Regions from separate parts of the Mus musculus genome. Here all the other regions are linked to region 1. A link is a contact called in public HiChIP or PLAC-seq and promoter capture Hi-C data. All regions are on one chromosome and are shown on one strand. The core of a region is the stretch at or near the end of the contact, and the rest is flanking DNA. Distances in the headings are between cores, read along the strand shown.

The links. Promoter capture Hi-C pulls out the DNA fragments that hold promoters and counts their contacts. HiChIP or PLAC-seq counts read pairs in DNA pulled down with a chosen protein or histone mark.
Region 2: a contact with region 1 is called in an H3K27ac HiChIP or PLAC-seq map of extraembryonic endoderm stem cells, with 2.9 times the contacts expected there. The contact joins the enhancer-like site here to the promoter of Tube1 in region 1. A contact is called at or near these places in 2 of 39 promoter capture datasets (embryonic stem cells and liver), 6 of 115 datasets of contacts at active chromatin or transcription factors (bone marrow-derived macrophages, embryonic stem cells, extraembryonic endoderm stem cells and 3 more) and 3 of 9 other capture datasets (adipose tissue, liver and macrophages).
Region 3: a promoter capture Hi-C map of embryonic stem cells shows a contact between it and region 1, with 3 times the contacts expected there. The contact joins the promoter of Traf3ip2 here to the promoter of Tube1 in region 1. A contact is called at or near these places in 17 of 39 promoter capture datasets (the 3T3-L1 cell line, the C10 cell line, the HPC-7 cell line and 10 more), 1 of 15 datasets of contacts at CTCF or cohesin (the NIH/3T3 cell line), 1 of 484 Hi-C or Micro-C datasets (bone marrow-derived macrophages), 10 of 115 datasets of contacts at active chromatin or transcription factors (the SCID.adh cell line, bone marrow-derived macrophages, double positive thymocytes and 6 more) and 4 of 9 other capture datasets (adipose tissue, embryonic stem cells, liver and 1 more).
Region 4: a contact with region 1 is called in a promoter capture Hi-C map of stem cell-derived epiblast-like cells, with 2.5 times the contacts expected there. The contact joins the enhancer-like site here to the promoter of Tube1 in region 1. A contact is called at or near these places in 10 of 39 promoter capture datasets (the 3T3-L1 cell line, the C10 cell line, the SN4741 cell line and 6 more), 4 of 115 datasets of contacts at active chromatin or transcription factors (bone marrow-derived macrophages, double positive thymocytes, embryonic stem cells and 1 more) and 1 of 9 other capture datasets (liver).

Annotation. Positions count from the first base shown.
Region 1 is chr10:39,132,694-39,135,599 of GRCm38.p6, reverse strand. Tube1 (tubulin, epsilon 1) reads right to left here and starts at 1,577. Exons shown (of 12, transcript NM_028006.2): 1 at 1,493-1,577; 2 at 1,321-1,394; 3 at 560-612. The coding sequence starts at 1,517. Fam229b (family with sequence similarity 229, member B) reads left to right here and starts at 1,694. Exons shown (of 5, transcript NM_183254.2): 1 at 1,694-1,777.
Region 2 is chr10:39,551,116-39,554,275 of GRCm38.p6, reverse strand. It overlaps Fyn (Fyn proto-oncogene), which reads right to left. Exons shown (of 14, transcript NM_001122893.1): 13 at 2,758-2,889. Among named protein-coding and RNA genes, the nearest start is that of Gm40627, 38 kb to the left of the region's middle. Within about 2 kb of position 1,680, at least 79 of the 459 cell types and tissues checked have an H3K27ac peak or open chromatin away from gene starts, as enhancers often do. A contact at or near this core is called in extraembryonic endoderm stem cells, where this site is marked.
Region 3 is chr10:39,611,321-39,614,287 of GRCm38.p6, reverse strand. Traf3ip2 (TRAF3 interacting protein 2) reads right to left here and starts at 1,354. Exons shown (of 9, transcript NM_134000.3): 1 at 942-1,354. Gm16364 (predicted gene 16364) reads left to right here and starts at 606. Exons shown (of 6, transcript NR_152259.1): 1 at 606-804.
Region 4 is chr10:39,593,508-39,596,248 of GRCm38.p6, reverse strand. The region is part of intron 2 of Gm16364 (predicted gene 16364); the gene reads left to right. It overlaps Gm40627 (predicted gene, 40627), which reads right to left. Exons shown (of 4, transcript NR_166645.1): 3 at 276-610. Among named protein-coding and RNA genes, the nearest start is that of Gm40627, 4.5 kb to the right of the region's middle. Within about 2 kb of position 1,353, at least 18 of the 459 cell types and tissues checked have an H3K27ac peak or open chromatin away from gene starts, as enhancers often do. A contact at or near this core is called in stem cell-derived epiblast-like cells, where this site is marked.

The DNA of each region.
Region 1 (2,906 bases), core at 328-2,827:
CAAATTCAAACTAAATTTCTACAAAGTTGGAAAGGCCTGATATTTAATTGTAATTGTCAGGATAAGTCCACTACAGCTGGTTTATAGAGAACTTTGAAAACGGATAAACTTAATGATTTAACATTAAAAGACCCAGGCATATCTCAAATGTCAAAAGGATTCTAACATCTGTATCTTACACTAAACGAAAAGTAACACACATTGTGAGCAGTTTCCACCTCTTTCATTTCTGCATACTCTGAGGGCAAGTAATATGCAAAATAATCTTTCAAAACCTGGCCCCCGCTAGACTCATACCATAGTGGGCAGGCACCCTCAGTGAAAACGTCAGGTTTTCAAAGTTACTGGGAGTCCCTTTAAAGGTTCTTTTTGGCTTCTTACGGAAGTCTATCAAGGAAGCGCGCTGTTCTGCAGAATGGTATGAAAATGGGCTATGAGAATACGCTTTGATCAGAACAGCAGACACCGTCCTAGCTGGCAACTGTTTCCTTATCCTCTAAGATTCTGCTGACAGGGAAAGGAGGCGTCCTACCAAGCGGAGACAGACTCACCCACTTACCTGGTATCCACATTCCTGAAGAAGCTGCTTATAGCGTCGTCATAAATTCCTTTCTAGAAACAAAACAAACTATAGCATTTACGTTTATTTTCTCTAAAACCCTTTTAGCTGTAGCAACTCTACAACGCTGAAGGGGCTCTAAGAAAAAGAAACCTAGGTCGACTCTTCCAATTACATCTAAAGGTAAAATGCCAAGAGAACCCCTGACTAAGTTTAACAGTGATGAAAAAAGCACACCCTGTAGGATTATACAGCTGGTACTCCAAGTGGGAATTTCTTGGGATTCTTGGTCGTTTGATGTATTTACCTACTTTATAGTGCTTTCATCTATAGCATCTACTGTCTTTCAAAACAACAACAACAACAACAACAACAGGAGGAGGAGGAGGAGGAGGAGGAGGAGGAGGAGGAGGAGGAGGAGGAGGAGGAGACTGCTAAAGATCAGGGAAACTTAAGACCAAACTCCTGACAAGTGCCTTCTGCCTGTGACTTACAGCAACACGTTTAAAAAGAAACTAGCCACGACCGGTATGAGAAGATCCTATGCAATTTATGGTACTGATTAAAAAGCCCAAGTAATCTGGGCATGATAGTGGTAGTCCTGGGGATGCAGAGACAGATGGATCGCTGCAAATTCCAGAACATGATCTACACAGCAAGTCCCAGGTCAGCCAGGGCCCCGTAGCAGGATCCAAAGCACCCCTCCCCAAACCTCATGTGAACTCTGGCAGGCCCGGGTGACAGGCAGGAGGGGCGGGTACCTGGTTGACCGCTGCGTGCTCCCTCAGCGCCAGGTCCCAGAAGCAGCAGCCGATCTGGTTCCCGCACTGTCCGACTGCAGCCAGTAGCGAGGAAGAGAGAGAGGTGCATTAGGAAGGCAACCAGGTGACTGGCTCCGCAGCGACCCGGTCCCCGCGGACGGGGGTAGCTCACCCTGTACGACCACCGACTGGGTCATTCCGCCGGGAGGACCAGCAGGAGCACTCCCGCCCAAACTCCCGCCTTAGCTTTCGAGCTCAACGACGCCCTACGAGGGGCGGCCTTAAGTCACGTCGCTGCCGCAAGTAGCCAATGTCGTAATGCCCTTGTTTCTTTACGGCCAGGACTTCTGCGCAAGCACATTTGCGGCTAGCCGTTACCATAGCGACTGGGCCTCCGGCAGGTAAATCCTAGCTGCCCTGTCAACATCCTTGAGCATCTGCAGCTCCGGAGGCCCTGGTAACTGACGGGTAACTAGGTTTCAGAGAGGCATTTAAGATAAGGGACTTTAACTTTGATCACGGGCTTTGAGAGGCTCACAGCCTAAACAGCCAGGACAGTGGGTCCGATTTCTCAGGATGATGCCCGCTAGTGTCGTTATCTAACAGAAAACGAATGTGGAGGAACACAGAGACACCCCAGACAAATAGGCTTATCTGGGAACAAGGGAAGCTAGGTACACTCCGACCAAATACCACAGCTAAGTTCAGAGGCCAAAGCGATGCACTCTTCAAACTTAAGATTTCTGGATAATTCAAAACATCTACACAAATCCAACTTCCAACAGCCGGCAATGCCATTGAAGATACACTCGATGCACTCAAAAGATATGACCTAAAATATTACATGGCGCTGACAAGGAGAGCCATAATATTCAATGAACAAGGGTCTAGGAAAAGAAAAGATGGGTTAAAAGTTAAGGCGTTTGATTTGATGTATGAACAATGTAGACGAGATTTTTTAAAGGCAGGGGTGGGGCACGAAGTTCGAAAGGGGAAAAAAAGGTTATTTTTCAGAAATTGAATTTTTACTGGGCAAATTAAATGAGGCTTTAATTAAGAACTAAATTAAGAATTTAGGCTGGAGAGATGGCCCAGTCAGTAAAATGCTTGTCTCTGAAGCACGGGGACATAAATGCAGACCCCAGCACTTAACAAAAATCTGGGAGCCTGTAACTCTAGGCTTGGAAGGCTGGAGAAGGGAGATCCACAGAGTCTAGCTGAAACTGTGAGTGTCAGATTCAGGGCTCAATAGGAGACAATGTCTTACAAAGTAAGATGAAGGATAACTAAGGAAAACACTTCATGTTTCACATCTTGTTTCCATAAGTGTGCACACACACAAATCCCCTCACTAACTTTAATGCTTTAATGAAGTTAATATTTTCCACAGAAATTCTGAGAAACTACAAAACCTTTAATCTTCATTTAGCAAAAGTTAAATTATACTTGCTATTAATTTGTCATGATATGTAATATGATATATAACATGATAAGAGCCACAATAATTGATTGATTGGTTAGAATACCTTATTCAGCCGCCAGGATACAGCTTAGTTTGTTATTACACAGTTTTGAAAGATGTGAAT
Region 2 (3,160 bases), core at 431-2,930, 420 kb before region 1:
CAATCTCAGGTATGAAAGAACTCAGGCAAGTTTATCACCACCTTCCATTCTTGAGAAGAGAATTACATGAAAATATGTTCTAGGAAACTGAGAAATTAGTGTGTCAAAGTGCATAATGGAAGCATCTGATACACAGAGACCTGGACTTTCTCCTGGACTCCCACCAGCAGGGAATGGGAGATCCAGTGCAGGAGGGCTGAAGCAAGGTGAGCACTCAGCACAGGCTGGCCGACTGGGCCACAGCGACAACCATGGTGACATGTGGACAATGCTAAGTGCTACCCTCTGCTAGGCTAGCAACCCTGTAACTATAATGTCTCTGCAGGAGCTCCTCCCTTAGAGTTTCTGTCACTTTCAGAAGCCCAACTGAGTAGCTGAGTTACAAAATAAAACTAAGCAGTGTCCGTGGCTATGAGAACAGGTCTGGAATGGCCTCTCTGCTGCAGGCAGCTCTCTGGGCCATCAAGTCAACCTGCCAGGCTCCAATGGCTCTTCACGGCAGCACACAGACCCCTCACAACTGGCTCGGTCCCCTTTCTAAGGCCATCAAGGACGTCACCTCATCCATCGTCTCAGACCCTCCCTACAGTCTCTGCAGCTTTTCCGGGTGACAGGCAGGACGACACATCTTGTTCATCGTGAGCGAGCCTCTTGCTCTCCATGGTCTCATTTACTTGCCTTCTCCCTTGCCCATGGCCCCTGCAGGCAGCTGCAGTCATGGAAGGCATAGTAAATACACATACTCTGCTGGACCCAGTTCTCACTTAACTCCTCTGCTCTCTTCATGGGTCTCTCAATGAAGGGCTATCTTGTGTCCCCGATTCTGCCATATATATAATGAGAACTCAGGTCGGGGAGCACACACAGTCTGCCCATCTAAGTAACCTCCCCTCCATAAGCACGGCACAAACACTCTCCCGCAGTAACGCTCCGTGAGGGCAGGACTATTTAGTGGCTCATGGTTTTCCCTCCAGCTCGAATAGTACCTGCTCGGGGACAGGAACTCATCAGTGCCACCTGAGAGCTGAATGGCTCATTTGTGCTACTTCCCAAGGGAACAAATGCTAGGCCAGGCCACACAAAATGATGCTGAGTGAAGGCATCCACTCAGACTTGTAAACCTAGGTTATTTTCTTTGTGCTAAAACCCAACCTGACAAAACCCCGGTCTCCAAATACTTCCTCTTCTGAGCCCCCACACCCACCTCTTTGTCTTGGCCTCTGTGTGTGTGTGTGTGTGTGTGTGTGTGTGTGTGACCCAAGAACAAAAAGCATCTTTGTGTTACTGTAAGAGAAAGCTTCACGGAAATGCAAAACAACATTAACCTTTTCCTGTGATTGCTTTTAACACACCGGGTGTCTATAAACCTGGGGAGATCAGGAAGAAATTAGTTCAAAATATAGACAATAATAATTTTTAAAAAGTGCCTTCTCACTTTTAAAACCTGGAGACGGTATATTTTCATCCTTGAGAAGCAATTCAAAAGCACCCCTGCTGGGCCCCACCCCCTCCTGGGCAGCCCTTTCTTCTCTGCCAGTTGACTATTCCCAGAGTGTCTGCCCACTTGTGCATGCCGGAAGCAGCAGCCGCTGCAGCAGCCGCAGCCACAGCAGCAGCAGCAGCAGCAATAAAGAAGACGCACACACCCACACCTCCCAATGCTGGGCTGGGGCTTCAGAGCCTGGCACTTGTGAATCCTGCCTCAGTGCCAATCTTCCTCCCTTAGAGGTCTTGAGGCTGTACTAGCCTAGACAGAGGGGCTCTTTATGAACACTTCTCTGTTCTCTGATGATGACCAGAAACAATCAGACAAAATGAACAAAGGGATTACAAATTAATCGGCTCTCGCTGGCTCCTCTGACTGCAGAGATATGATTACAAGCCCAGGATTTGCAAGAGCCCTACATTCCTCATTAATCTCTACTATCGGTGCCATCACTGTGGGCCTTTTCTTTTCTCCCTTTTTAAGAGGCAGGGAATGAAGGGAGTGAGCCAGCTATGCTCTTTCTTTGCTCAGCAGTAACTGAAAAATATGTCCTTAACATTTCACAAAGCAGACCGTCCCTGCCCTGAAACCAGTAAAGTGTGGAGGCGAAATGGTGCGTGTCCTTTATGTCTCCGTCTGGCTAAGTTAATGAATTTAAGCATGGGCAACCTTAACCCACAGCTTCTTCACAGAGGGAGCATCTGACAGCCCAGAACAACTGCAGGCTCCCAGAGGCCCCCGCACCCTCATAATACACTCCATTTTGTGTATCTTGGCCATTCAGCCACAGGCAGAGAATGGGTTGGTCAGCCTAAACTGCCTTTCCTGCACCTCCGCCTGGGGCCATCTGGGGCTGGAGCCTCAGAGAGAACAGGACGGGCATCTTCCTGCCAGGCTTGCTCTGTGGGTCAGTGCTACGAGATCAAAAGGCAACAGGACCCTTTCTCCTTCCCTTTCCCAGACGTGTCTACAAGCTCCATTTGGGCACAGGCTCTGCCAGGGACATTTCTGCTGTGGGAGCCATGACACATGCACCTACTGAGACAGGACAAATTCCATGACCTGTGGGAACTGGAACATTTATACCAGCTGCTTAGCACATTGAATTTGGTGTACAGGTCACGGCAATTCTGAGTTCTGCATTCCCCTGGCTAAATACCTTGGCAGAAGGCTGAGCACAGGGCTTAGAAAGGCAGCTGGGCAAGACTCCTGTAAAATGAAGTTAAAATAGAACCCAACAGACAAACCGTTTCTCGGGTCTGTGTCCTTACCTGGGTATGGCACTCTTCCTTTGGTGACCAGCTCTGTGAGTAAGATTCCAAAAGACCATACGTCAGACTTGATTGTGAACCTTCCATACAGGGCCGCTTCGGGGGCTGTCCACTTAATGGGAAACTTCGCACCTGCAGAATGGAGACGCGGTTACTCACGAGCCGGAGATCCTACACTGGGGTGAAGAGGGAAGACGAAGTATTGGAAAGTCATCTGCAGGGGACAGGTTGGGGGACGAGAACAGGAAGAAGATGGTGAAGGAATAGCGGGTGTGGCGATGAATTATGCCCTGGGCCTGGCTCAGTGACTTTAAGCAAATAACTTTAAATCTTTCTTCAAAGAGTTGGACTTCAAAACTCTTGTATGTCAGTAAAGAGAAGAGCTAGCTAGCTTTCTGAACAC
Region 3 (2,967 bases), core at 105-2,604, 480 kb before region 1:
AAGAATTTAGACATAATCATGTTAGTGTGTGAGTGCACACATATGTATACACACACACACACACACACACACACACACACACACTTTGTGGATGAAGAAATCCAGGCATCTGGGAGCCAAAGAGAATTGCCTAAGAGATGCACCCACACCAAAGTGGAGGGAGAACTTGGAAGCACGTTTTCTGCTTTTTTCAATTACTAATTTGGTTTCTTTCCACGACACCCTTAGAAAAAGTCTCTAGTCTAAGAGGCCACTGTGAACTAGGAAGTCACAGAGAAGGCAGCTTCCAAGATCCAGTGTTTCTTCTCTGGCCTCCCCAGCACCATCCAGACCCAGCAAACCACTGGCTAAAGGAAATGGAGGCCTGGGGGGGGGGGGAATGTGGGGGGGGGGCGGCGAGCACTTTCTGACCCAAGAATGTGAGGCTGGTATTTTCCCCCAGCATAAAATAGAGAAAAACTGGGAGTTGGCCTTCCCGCAGTCCCTGACGTGTCTTGGGCTGAAAGCCAAGTACTTAATCCTTTCTACCATGGCTCCCTCCTTGGAGAAACAGTTTTGATTCGTTTTTAAAGACAGGTTCTTGCTACGTCACCCAGGCTGGCCCTGAACTCACTGCGTACTTTGATTTCTTGATGGCTGACTATGAGTACTGAAAACTCCAACCCGGCAGCGTGTAGTGCTGTGTGCCTCTCCTTATAGAGTTAAACTCAGCCAGGCCTGCCCGAGAGAAACCCTAAACTGGCGCCACATTCCTGCTGGAACTCTGTCACAGTCTCAGCTCAAACTGGCCTCCAGATGGACAAGGTAAAGGTGGGGGCATGAGGGCGGAGGGCGGAGGGAAGTGAGATCAGGACCTTGTGGCAACAGAGAAGCCAGTGGACTGGAAAGCCGGCCAGTGGTTAAAGAGGTCAGAGCAGCCAGGCACCAGTGAGTTCACTTACCTAAGATCGCCACCGACAGACGGCCCAGGGGGTGGTCGCTGGCTCTGCTCACGGGGATCCACCTTGGGCCGCTCAGACCTCCCTCGCCCTCTCCAGTCCCAGGTAAGTGGTGGAGCAGGCTCTCGAGCAGGAAGTGGATGCTGTATGCAAATCTCTACGGAGAGGAAGCCTCTGCTCAGCCTCTCCCCGTGGGGCAGTGAATCAACCGCCAAGAAGTCACTTTATTTCTTAAAACAGAAACCTCTTGCGTTCACCAGAGAGAACCAGCAACCAATTAGGCTGCATCCTGCTTTTACCACCCAGATAAGAAACTGTGAGGAATGCCCCGGGCTTCTGGGTTACTGCAGCGCCTGAGAAGGTGTCTCCCGGAGACAGAACTTGCGGTCTTCACACTGCTTATTCTTGAGCAGCTTCAAACGAGCCTGGGCCTGATAATGGGAGGGAATATGAAGCAAGAACTTTTAACTGTGTTTTTTAACTCACCAAAACAGATTTGCTGCCTGTAACTATGGGGCAAAGGATTCACTGCCTACAGCCCTGTGCAGGACTGTATCACACACACACACACACACACACACACACACACACACACACACACACCTCTGACTTCTCATTTCACAATCTTTTGATTTGGGTTTTTGTTTGTTTTGCTTTTTTGTTTGTTTTTGTTTTCGAGACAGGGTTTCTCTGTGTAGCCCTGGCTGTCCTGGAACTCACTCTCTAGATCAGGCTGGCCTCGAACTCAGAAATCCCCCTGCCTCTGCCTCCTAACGCTGGGATTAAAGGCATGTGCCACCACTGCCTGGCTCTCATTTCACAATCTTAAGTTTATTTCTTTCTTTTCCCTTTGTTTATTCAGTACACTACAGAATTTATTGCACAGACAGGGATCCTGGAGGCAGAACAATGGCACCATGCTATGTGTGGGTAATATAAATCCAGGTTATTTCTAAAGCACTGGAGGGTGATGGGAGCCAGTCCGGGTGTGAACTCTCAGGCCACCAGCCAGCACTGATCGCAGCCACTGAACTTCCCCCCTCTACCATAGAAAGTGTCTCAGACTGAGCCAGTCCAGTCTCTCCACTCTTGCATAGGGAACATTGCCCAAAATGTCCTCAATCAGATTGCCCCAGGTCTGCCTAAGTATTACACTTAAAGTTGTACCACACATTATAAACAAAGGGAATGTGGCTTGTTTTTAAAACTTTATAATAAAGTGGTACACATTGTGGTGTGTTCTTACAATGAAGTACTACTTAGCTGTTAAAACAATGAAAATTTGTATTCATTTGTATTATTTGTACAAACATGGGAAGGTGGCTTTGAGAAATTATTTAATAAAACATTATTCTTGACAATATATATATATATATGTAGTGACAGAGAGAGAGAGGTGTCCCCAGCATGTAGGACACTGCTTATGACATTGTAGGCAGTCACTGTATACCTGTTGGATCATCACGTCAGAAATGGCTGTAGCTGAGCCTGGTAACACAGGCCTGATAGTCCCATATTTATTAGCTCAGCCTTGAACTTTCTGCCTCGAACATTATTATTAGATCTTAGGGGTTGGGGGAAAACAACACTCCTTGTGGAGTGGCTGAAACGAGGGTAATTGGGGAGGGGCAGCTGTCAGCATTGAAAGGAGAACAGGAAAGGAAGGCATGGAAGGGGTGGTAGAGGAGAGAAGATGAACTCATTTCTCATAGCTGTCCTTAAATGGGCTGAGATGAGCCTCAGAGTAGTTTCTGGAAACCTCTGCCTTTGGAACCCTTTCCATGAGGAGTCAGGACAGCCAGTCTCCACCCAATGAGAGCTGTGGCCTGGGGGAAAGGCAGCAAGCCTAAGGCTTGTCTGAGGTTGCTGGGCACCCCTCCTCTCTGAATCCATCCTGAGTTTGGGGAATGGGATAACAGCTCCTTGCTGAGAGCATCTGCTGGGCCCCTCCTGGAAAGCAGCCCAAGGATGTAAACTGTTTATAGAGAGTCTCCTGCGCCGAGAAACTTCTGTCTGCGCATGCCTGGCA
Region 4 (2,741 bases), core at 104-2,603, 460 kb before region 1:
TAATTATTCTCTTAATGAGATAACATGTGTGTACCTCCCTGAGAAGTCCCTCCCTCAGTCCAGCTGTTTGCAGATCTTTCCTACTAAGACAGCCTGCTTTCCCCAGTTCTAACTCCAAAACTGTAACTTCTCCTTTCCCCTTGTCTCATCTTTGGCTAAAGGCCAAAACCTCCTCCTGCTTCCAACCTCTGTACACTCTCTTTCTTTAACCCCCTCCAAGCCCCAGTTACTTGGCGCCCTTCCTTGCAGAACCTGCCAACTCTCCTGAAACCTACCTCGGAAGGCATGTCATGCTCTCCTCTCCAGCTCCCCTTTCCAGGCAGCAGTTGAGGTTTGTAGCTTCCTGACCTTGTGGTTTACTCCTGAGCGCCAATAAAAGAGTCCACAAGCTTCCCTCTGAGTCTATCTGAAATTATTTTGTCTCAGAATCCACAAAAGGAAACCCCAGTTTCCCTATAACAGGAGCTGAGCCTCCCAAGGGCCTTTGGTCTCTCCTGGGCTCTGCCCTGCCTTGCCTGGTGGTCCCTCTGGGGACAAGGTGATGGTGGAGATCACGACAGGCAAACCTGAGCTTGGCAGAGCCATCCTCATCTGTAAGCTTGGCGCCTTCCTAGAAGAAGAAAAATTGTTTATTCCATCAATTTAAGACATTTTCTCCTCTCAGCTCTGCCTACTTTTGGCAGACTACATGGAGAAGAAAGAGTAAACACAGCTAGTAATGCAATTTATAAAAGAGACATTCTTAGAATTGCAGTTTACAAGCAGAAGGCCAAGAGGACGACTCTTGGGCAGAGATAGACAGAGACACAGAGAGAGAAATTGCACTTAACATGCACACCCTCCCCAAAGCCCCCCAAAGCTCCTAAAACTCCTCCCCACTGGACTGAGAGGAAAGGACCTATGGTCTTTGTAAGGTTGACCCAGGGGCTAGGGAGATAACTCAGTTGCTGCCTTGTGGGCATGAGGATCTGACTTTGATCTTCAGGACCCCTCCCCCTCCCCCCACAAAATGAACCAGACATGGTGGTTCATGGTTGCAATGGTTTCTGGTAGCTACCAGTGGCCATGGAGAACTGGGTATCTGGAAGGAGAGCTGGGGATGGATAGGAAGGACAGACAAGAGAGGAATGAGACCAAGACAAAGTTTCTGATCAAGGCCCAATGTTTAATTCTTAAGTCTGAATTTAAAGGGGGAAACCCATCCCCCCACTTTGCCAGGATCTCCTGGGGAAAACAAGCTCAGCCTCTCAGCAGGTAGTGGCAGGACAATAGACTTCACCTAGGTCAGAAGACTCCACCCTAGGTGGGCTAGGGAACTGTGACAAACAAGGTCTGATTTAGGCCACTCAAGGCTAGGGGGAAGGGCACAGTTCCCAGTACTAGGGAAATGGAGCCATCAGTTCCCCCAGGCACTCTGGCCTGTCAGCCTGGCTTGGCAGTTTTCAGATTAGTGAGACTCAGTCTCAAAGCGTGGTAAACTGCACCCTCTGACCTGTACATGTACCATGCATACAGATTAATGTACAATGCACATCTGCACACACATATGTGCAAGCTTGTACACAGAGAAAGAGAGGGAGAGGGAGAGGGAGAGGGAGAGGGAGAGGGAGAGGGAGAGGGAGAGGGAGAGGGAGAGGGAGAGGGAGAGGGAGAGGGAAACTTGAGCTCTTTTTGTTCAGTCCAGTAGTTTGGTCCTCTCTGTAGTACTCTTACTCTTGTCTTAGTTAGGGTTTTACTGCTCTGAGCAGACACCATATCCAAGGCAACTCTTATAAGGACAACATTTAGTTGGATCTGGCTTTCAGAGGTTCAGTCTATTATCATCAAGGTGGAAGCATGGCAGCATCCAGGCAGGCATGGTGCAGGTAGAGTTGAGAGTTCTCCATCTTTATCTGAAGGCTGCTAGTGGAAGACTTGATTCCAGGCAGCTATGAGTAGGGTCTTAAAGCCCATACCTACAGTGACACACCTACTCCAACAAAGTCACACCTACTCCAACAAGGCAACACCTCTAAATAGTGTCATTCCTTGGGCCAGGCATATACAAACCATCATACTTGTTAAGTGAGAATAGGCCCTAAGGTCCATACCTGGTTTTCTGACCTCTGTGGGAACAGCCTTCACAGGCCCTCTGTTCCTTGAAGATGTGCCAGCTGACCCTGTAGGTTCACCTGGGTCCTCCTTGGAGGGTAAGGTGACTGGCTCTTCACCAGAAGGCTAACAGATGAAGCCTAGAGCCCACTCCTTACTTCCTCCACAGTATTCGAATAGTTAGTCAGGTAAACTGCTACCCAGAGGAAAGACTGACTGCCTTCCTCAGCCTTCCCTGTGGCTAGGCATGGTGCTGTGTCCTGATCAAGAATCTCTGAGATGTGTTGTGTGGGGCTCTGGAGTCACACAGACCTCTTTTCCTTCCTTCATCATAGGTTAGAACATAAGTGGAATACTGGTGGGAACTGTTAGAGACCATGTGGCTGACAGCAGCATTCAGGAATGATGGACCAAAAAGGAAGGCAACTGGGTCTGTATTGGAACCTACATCCTTCTGTGCCTAAACTCTTGATTTCCTTGTCTGATGGGGGGTTTTCCCATCAAGATGAATCCTTCATGTGAAAGACCCCGTTTTGGGGAGACCCATGCTGAAGTCCCAGGATGAGCCGATGCCCGATGCAATATCCCATGAGGTTTATTTGGGAATCAGCATGCTGAGGCCGAGCTTGTAACCCACACAGGGTCTTTAA